Linked DNA regions of Macaca mulatta: region 2 is linked to region 1. The links are chromatin contacts, called in public Hi-C maps. All regions are on one chromosome and are shown on one strand. Each heading gives the region's core, a stretch centred on a gene start, on an enhancer-like site or on the middle of the called end of the contact. The rest is flanking DNA. Distances are from core to core; before and after follow the strand shown.

Region 1 (2,983 bases), core at 204-2,703:
CTGGGCGACAAAGCGAGTGTCTCATAAATAAATAAATAAATAAGAAAAGTAGCATTACTTTATCCGATAAGCAACAAAGTCAGCCCACTTTTAACACGCCCCTTGGCAACAATCAGAACTGCCACACCCTTTAAGATTATTTTCACTCCCGATATGCCTTTGCAAATTCTTTAGATTCTAAAACCTCGTGTAACTGTACTTGCGAAATAGCAAAGGCTAAAAAAAAAAAAAAAAATGTAAGGCTTAAACATGATTTCATGTTCATTGTGATTGAAAATGAATTGTCCAATCACCTTTCTCACCCGGAGCTCATCTATCTGACTCCGGGGAAGAAAACGGTGCCGGGGCTCTTCGGGGTGCAGGGGACCAGTGCTGAGAAAGGTGACACCTCCCAGGCTGAGAAAGCCTGAGGCTAATGGGACATCGCCCATTTTCCGCTGGGTCTGTAATTATCAACCTCAAAGGTGACCAGCCCTGGGCACGGGGGAAAAAACCAAAGGTCCATTCACGCCCAAGCCTCGAGTCTGCACGGGGCAGTACCGTCTATTTTGGGTCGAGGGCAACCTGGGTGCAAAGGCTCCTGCGATCGGCCCGCGGGGTGGGTCCCGGGCACACAGGAGGGTCAGCAGCAGCCGGTCGGTAGGCGGAGCGCTGCCAGAGGCTTGGGCCTCACAACAACCCTCAAAGGACCAAAACAAACCGCGAGACGGGCTGCGCGCACAATAGCATCCCCAGGCGGCTAGCCGTGGCGGGGGGCTCGGCCCGCGGCTGCGCCAAGTTTCAGAACCACCTAGCCCCGTGCCTGCCGCCCGGGGCCCGGCCTCGCCCCGGCCGGCGCTCACCTGGCGGTGCCGCCCCCGGAAGACCACGGCGAAGGCCCCGTGTCCCACGAGATCCCTCTTGCTGTACTCGAAGTCGCCCACCACCTCCATGGCCGCGCCCCCGGGGCACACAGTGGGCGGGCTGGCGGCGTAGCGCGGCGCAGGTATCAGCACCGCGGGTCTGCGGCCCCGGAGCGCGCCAGCTGGCGGCGAGTCTGGGGCAGCCGCAGCCCCGGGCCCGGGCTGACTCTCATGCCGAGAGGCCGGAGCGGAAACGGGGGAGGCCGCCGCGCGGAGCCGGGGTCAGCGAGGCCCGGCCCGGCCCCGGCCGCTCCTCATGGCCCGGCCTGCCGCCGGTCGCGGGCTGTCTGGCGAAGCGGCCTCGGCGCTGCCGGGCCAGGGTCGCTGTCACCGTCACTGTGCGCGCCCGGAGCCGCACACGCGCTCTGAGGCAGTGAGGGGCCTGGTACTCTCCATCCCCAGCTCGTCCGGCCTCCTCGGCCCTCCCCGCCCGGGGCGCTGCTGCGGCGGCGGCAGCCGCCGCCCTAGAACCCGCACCGCCGCGGACCCGCGCTTCCCAGCCTCGCGGCGGCGCCCAACGCCCTCACGCGCGCTACCCGCTCCCGCGCGACTGGCTGCCCTCCGCGACGTCCGCGCGCCTTGAAGGCCGCAGCGCCAGCCCGCTCCCTCCGCCGGGGAAAGGAGTGCGGCCCGGGCGGGGCGCCCGCAGCTGGGGAGATCCTCAGCTGCTCCTGAGGCGGGGACGGCGGGCGCGACCCGCTGCGGCCACAGCGGGTTACGGGCTGCAGGCTCTGTTCTGGGCCTGGGGAGCAGATTCCAGCCGACCACGCCCCGGGCTCCAGGCCGCTGGGAGGCGGACTTCAGAGAAGCGAGTCTTGAACCCCAGCTGCAGGCAGGACGGGAGAATCTCTGCAGGGTAGACCGCCAAATTCCTGCCAGAGCAAAGGAGCGACTGCTACTCCAGGCTTTGCCCGCGCCCTCGAAAACCGGAGTTAATGCTGCCAAGCTGCCGGCCTTCGGACGCCTCTCGGGGTTTACTCTTTCCGGATCCCTAGAGGGACGGTGACAGGCGGAATTCTGCACCTTTTGGTGGTCCCTTGACTCTGCGAGAAGCTGGTCAAGCTCAGGGTCCTCTTCGCAGAGAATCGCCTCTGCATACCGACTCAGGATCGCACACGTTTTCAAGGCTCTCCTGGGGGCTCCCAGTGTCAGGCTAGTTTGACCTCGGGCTTACTTCAAATGGCCGAAGGGAGCTTTCTTTTCTACCTGATTGTTAAAGTTGTTCAAGTGACAAGGAACAGACTGTCAGGTTTCCCGCAAGGAAGTACCTTATGAAACCATTGACTAAACAATATGCTTGAAACGATGAGAAAACGCAGGCCCCACACTTGAGTGTGTGTTCCATTGTTTAGGGTTTGTGCTTTCAGGGTCTGTCCCTGCAAGCTGATCTCTGAACCGTGACAGAGTCAGCTGAGAGAACCCTCCTTCCTCACACGCTCAAAACCTAGGGCCTTGGGTTTCTGCTTCTGCTACTGTGCACCCTTACGTCATCCTGTCCTTACTTACATCTGGCCCAGGTGGTTGTGTTAGACACTGAAAATCTGGAGCCTTCAAAAGTTGACAGCAACTTAAGCAAGATTGCACGTACACCCAACAATGGATGGAAATGATTCCTTACCTCACTGAAAGATTCTCTACAGTCTAGCCTTTTCTGTACTTTTTTTTTTTTTTTTTTTTTTTTTTTTTTTTTGAGACGGAGTCTCGCTCTGTCGCCCAGCCCAGGCTGGAGTGCAGTGGCGCGATCTCGGCTCACTGCAAGCTCCGCCTCCCGGGTTCACGCCATTCTCCTGCCTCAGCCTCCCGAGTAGCTGGGACTACAGGCGCCCACAACCGCGCCCGGCTAATTTTTTGTATTTTTAGTAGAGACGGGGTTTCACCGTGGTCTCGATCTCCTGACCTTGTGATCCGCCCGCCTCGGCCTCCCAAAGTGCTGGGATTACAGGCGTGAGCCACCGCGCCCGGCTTTTTTTTTTTTTTTTTTTTTTTTGAGACAGAATCTCACTCTGTCACCAAGGCTGGAGTGCGGTAGCACAATCTCAGCTCACTGCAACCTCTGCCTCCCAAGTGCACGTGATTCTCCT
Region 2 (2,983 bases), core at 208-2,707, 110 kb after region 1:
ATTTTATCTGAAGCAACAGGAATTGACAGGAAATATCGCTGCTGTCCACAGATCCACACTTGCTCACTTCGGATATGTATTTTTAATGAAGTACAACAACCTTACCCAAAATCAAAACCAAGCTGCTTCTACGCAAATATTGGGCAGGTAATACAACTGAAAATCAAAAATGTAAGTAGTTCGTTTATAAAGTTAGGCTTCCAGTAGCTAGTAAACTTGCAAAGTCATCAAAAGTAGTGGTCTTCCTCTTGGGGAACTTTAGCAGTAAGTAATTTTATTTTAGTAACAGCAGTAACTACCCCTCCCCCCAAGAGGAAATTGTAAGACAGCACTGGGTGAAGAAAACAATTTTTTCACGTGTTGCTTTTAGACATAAAATCCTCACTATTTGGAAAATTCAGACTTCCATAATAAGGTTCTAAAGAGATTTCCTTGATCTTGATCCACGGTCCTCAAAGAAACACAAAAAAACTAACCACCACCTAAGAACTGTTCTTAACCAAACAAGCAGGAACTTCTGTGGGCTTTAGCAATCGCTTCTGAACCAGCGCGACAATTCTCCTCTGACCTCGCGCAAGAAGACCACCTTCTCCCTCCCAGAAGAGTCTCGGAGCACAGCAAGGCACTCAGGGGGCATCTGCGCCGAGGCCGAAGCTCGCTGAAGGCCTTGCTGCCGCCCTGGAGAAAGCCCTCGCAGGCCCACCTGCCCCACCGCCGCCCCTGAGGCCCGGCCTGACTCCCCGCCGGCGCCCCCTCAGCTACCTTTCCGCCGGAAGAAGGACATGGCGGGGCCCGGGTCGGGGCGGAGGGTGCGGGGGGACTGGCGCGGGGAGGGCCCGGCTCCCCTCATTCAGCAACCGGCCCGGACTTCCGGGTCCAGAGGGCCAGCCGCACTAGCGCGAAAAGGGACCCTTCTTCCGGGAGTGGGCCCCACCGCCTCCTCGGGATGCCCAGGCAGCTCCAGCCGCCATATTATCAACAAGCCGCCCGCCCGGAGTTCCGGTCCTTCCCCGCGCTAGGCTTCACGGGAGGTCAAGCGCCGGCCCCGCCCCTTTCCCCCACCGCCTCCCGCGGGTGCAGGGGCGCACGCCCGCATCGCTCGCGTGATCCGCGCGTGCGACCCGCGCCTGTTTCCCGGGCCCTGGGTGCCTGGAGCAAGCCACCGTTCCTGCAGCTGTTTTGTGGCGTCTGCCGCCGGCCCCCGGTGGAGCGCTGCAGACCCAGTCTCTGCAAAACTAACCTCCGTGGAGCGGGAGCCTTCCCAGCAGCTGGGACGGGGCGGGCCTTAGGTCCCCGGCTTCCGGCCCCTGGGCACCCTTCAAATTGTGCCCTTCTAAAAGGCAGGGCCAACCCTGCCACGCTCCGGCTCGACCTCTCCTGCTCCTCCGTTTGAGGTTTGCTCACAGGCGCTGGCCGACACGAGCAGCTTCACCCTGCACCCCAGCCCCTGCTTCCCCAGGAGAGCAGCCCACCACGGCCTGCGGGTTCGAGGCGATGCAGAACCCTGATAAGGAAAGGGCACAACCTGCTGCATGGGAACCAGCAGCTCCCTCGGTCATTCGCGAAGGAAAAGGGGAAGCGGGCTTATTTCGGAGTGCAATCCCTGCGAATGCTCAACTTTGTAAGGGACTGAAACATAAAACCTCACCAGTATTTAAAAGCAAGCTCCAGTGAATCATCCTTGCTCAAATGCCATTTTCCTGTGAATCTTCTGACCCTTCCTCTACTCCCAAAGCAAAATGAATCAAGCCTCCCTGTCTTTGGTGCTTCTTACACCCCGCGAGTGCGCTCAGCGGCTGAGGTTGTAACTGCTCCCTGGGGTTGGGGTTGGGGAGGGCAGGAAGGTAATAGTAACTCAATAAATGTTCGCTGGGGTTTTTTAACCAATGAATTTTATCATGTGACGGATGGGAAAACAGGCCCAGAAGAGACAACTAGCCCAAGATGGTTCAGAATGTTAGAAATACCAAAATTGTTAGAAATAGATAATCAGTGCCGTGAAGAAAAGTCAGCACGGAGACAAAAGATTTCTCAGCAAGGCAATCGTTAGTTTCTGCAGAAAGTGTGGTCAATGGCAGATGGGACAATGTCGAGAGCACACCTGAACAACGGAAAAGCAGACATATTTATCCCTTACACATTTGGGTTGTCCTCACTGCTGTGTCCTGCATCCATTGGCTGGAGCGGGACCTCACACTCTTAAACTGATACCCTGTTTGCTAATAGCGTAAAACTTTCCTAAATAGGTAAGTGCAACGAAGAACGAAGAAAGAAAGGAAGTTGCTTACCGAAAGGTTTAAGGAAGCAATAACATTTCCAAATAAGGAAGGGGGATAGGCTGTGAGCTGGAATGTGCCTATGAGCATGTCCAACAGTTACATAGGATAGGGCTTAACAAAGAGTTATTAGCACAAAGCAAGGAGGTTTGAAGAAAGTCTTTAAGAGAAACTATTACTTATTACACTTATGATGTAGTCTTTAACAAGAAGGGGAACTTTGAAGAGGAAACTTTATATTCTACAAGAATGTCCAAGTTTAAGACTATAACTAGAGGCCGGGTGCGGTGGCTCAAGCCTGTAATCCCAGCACTTTGGGAGGCCGAGATGGGCAGATCACGAGGTCAGGAGATCAAGACCATCCTGGCTAACACGGTGAAACCCCATCTCTACTAAAAAAAATACAAAGAACTAGCTGGGCCAGGTGGTGGGTGCCTGTAGTCCCAGCTACTCAGGAGGCTGAGGCAGGAGAATGGCGTAAACCCGGGAGGCGGAGCTTGCAGTGAGCTGAGATCCGGCCACTGCACTCCAGCCTGGGTGACAGAGCGAGACTCCGTCTCAAAAAAAAAAAAAAAGACTATAACTAGAACCCGAAAAAGGCAAATCCCTTAACCTGCTCTAATATGGTCTTTTCACTATATTATTAGAGCAGGTTAAAAGATTTGCTTATTTCATTTCTGGCCAGGCGCGGTGGCTCATGCCTGTAA

What was found. A called contact is a pair of places that touch in the nucleus more often than the background predicts.
Region 2: a Hi-C map of liver shows a contact between it and region 1, with 2.9 times the contacts expected there. The contact joins the promoter of AKAP10 here to the promoter of ULK2 in region 1. A contact is called at or near these places in 2 of 14 Hi-C or Micro-C datasets (cortical neurons and liver).

What each region holds. Positions count from the first base shown.
Region 1 is chr16:21,076,536-21,079,518 of T2T-MMU8v2.0, forward strand. ULK2 (unc-51 like autophagy activating kinase 2) reads right to left here and starts at 1,454. Exons shown (of 28, transcript XM_015118807.3): 1 at 843-1,454. The coding sequence starts at 932.
Region 2 is chr16:21,191,410-21,194,392 of T2T-MMU8v2.0, forward strand. AKAP10 (A-kinase anchoring protein 10) reads right to left here and starts at 1,458. Exons shown (of 15, transcript XM_077970530.1): 1 at 1,241-1,458.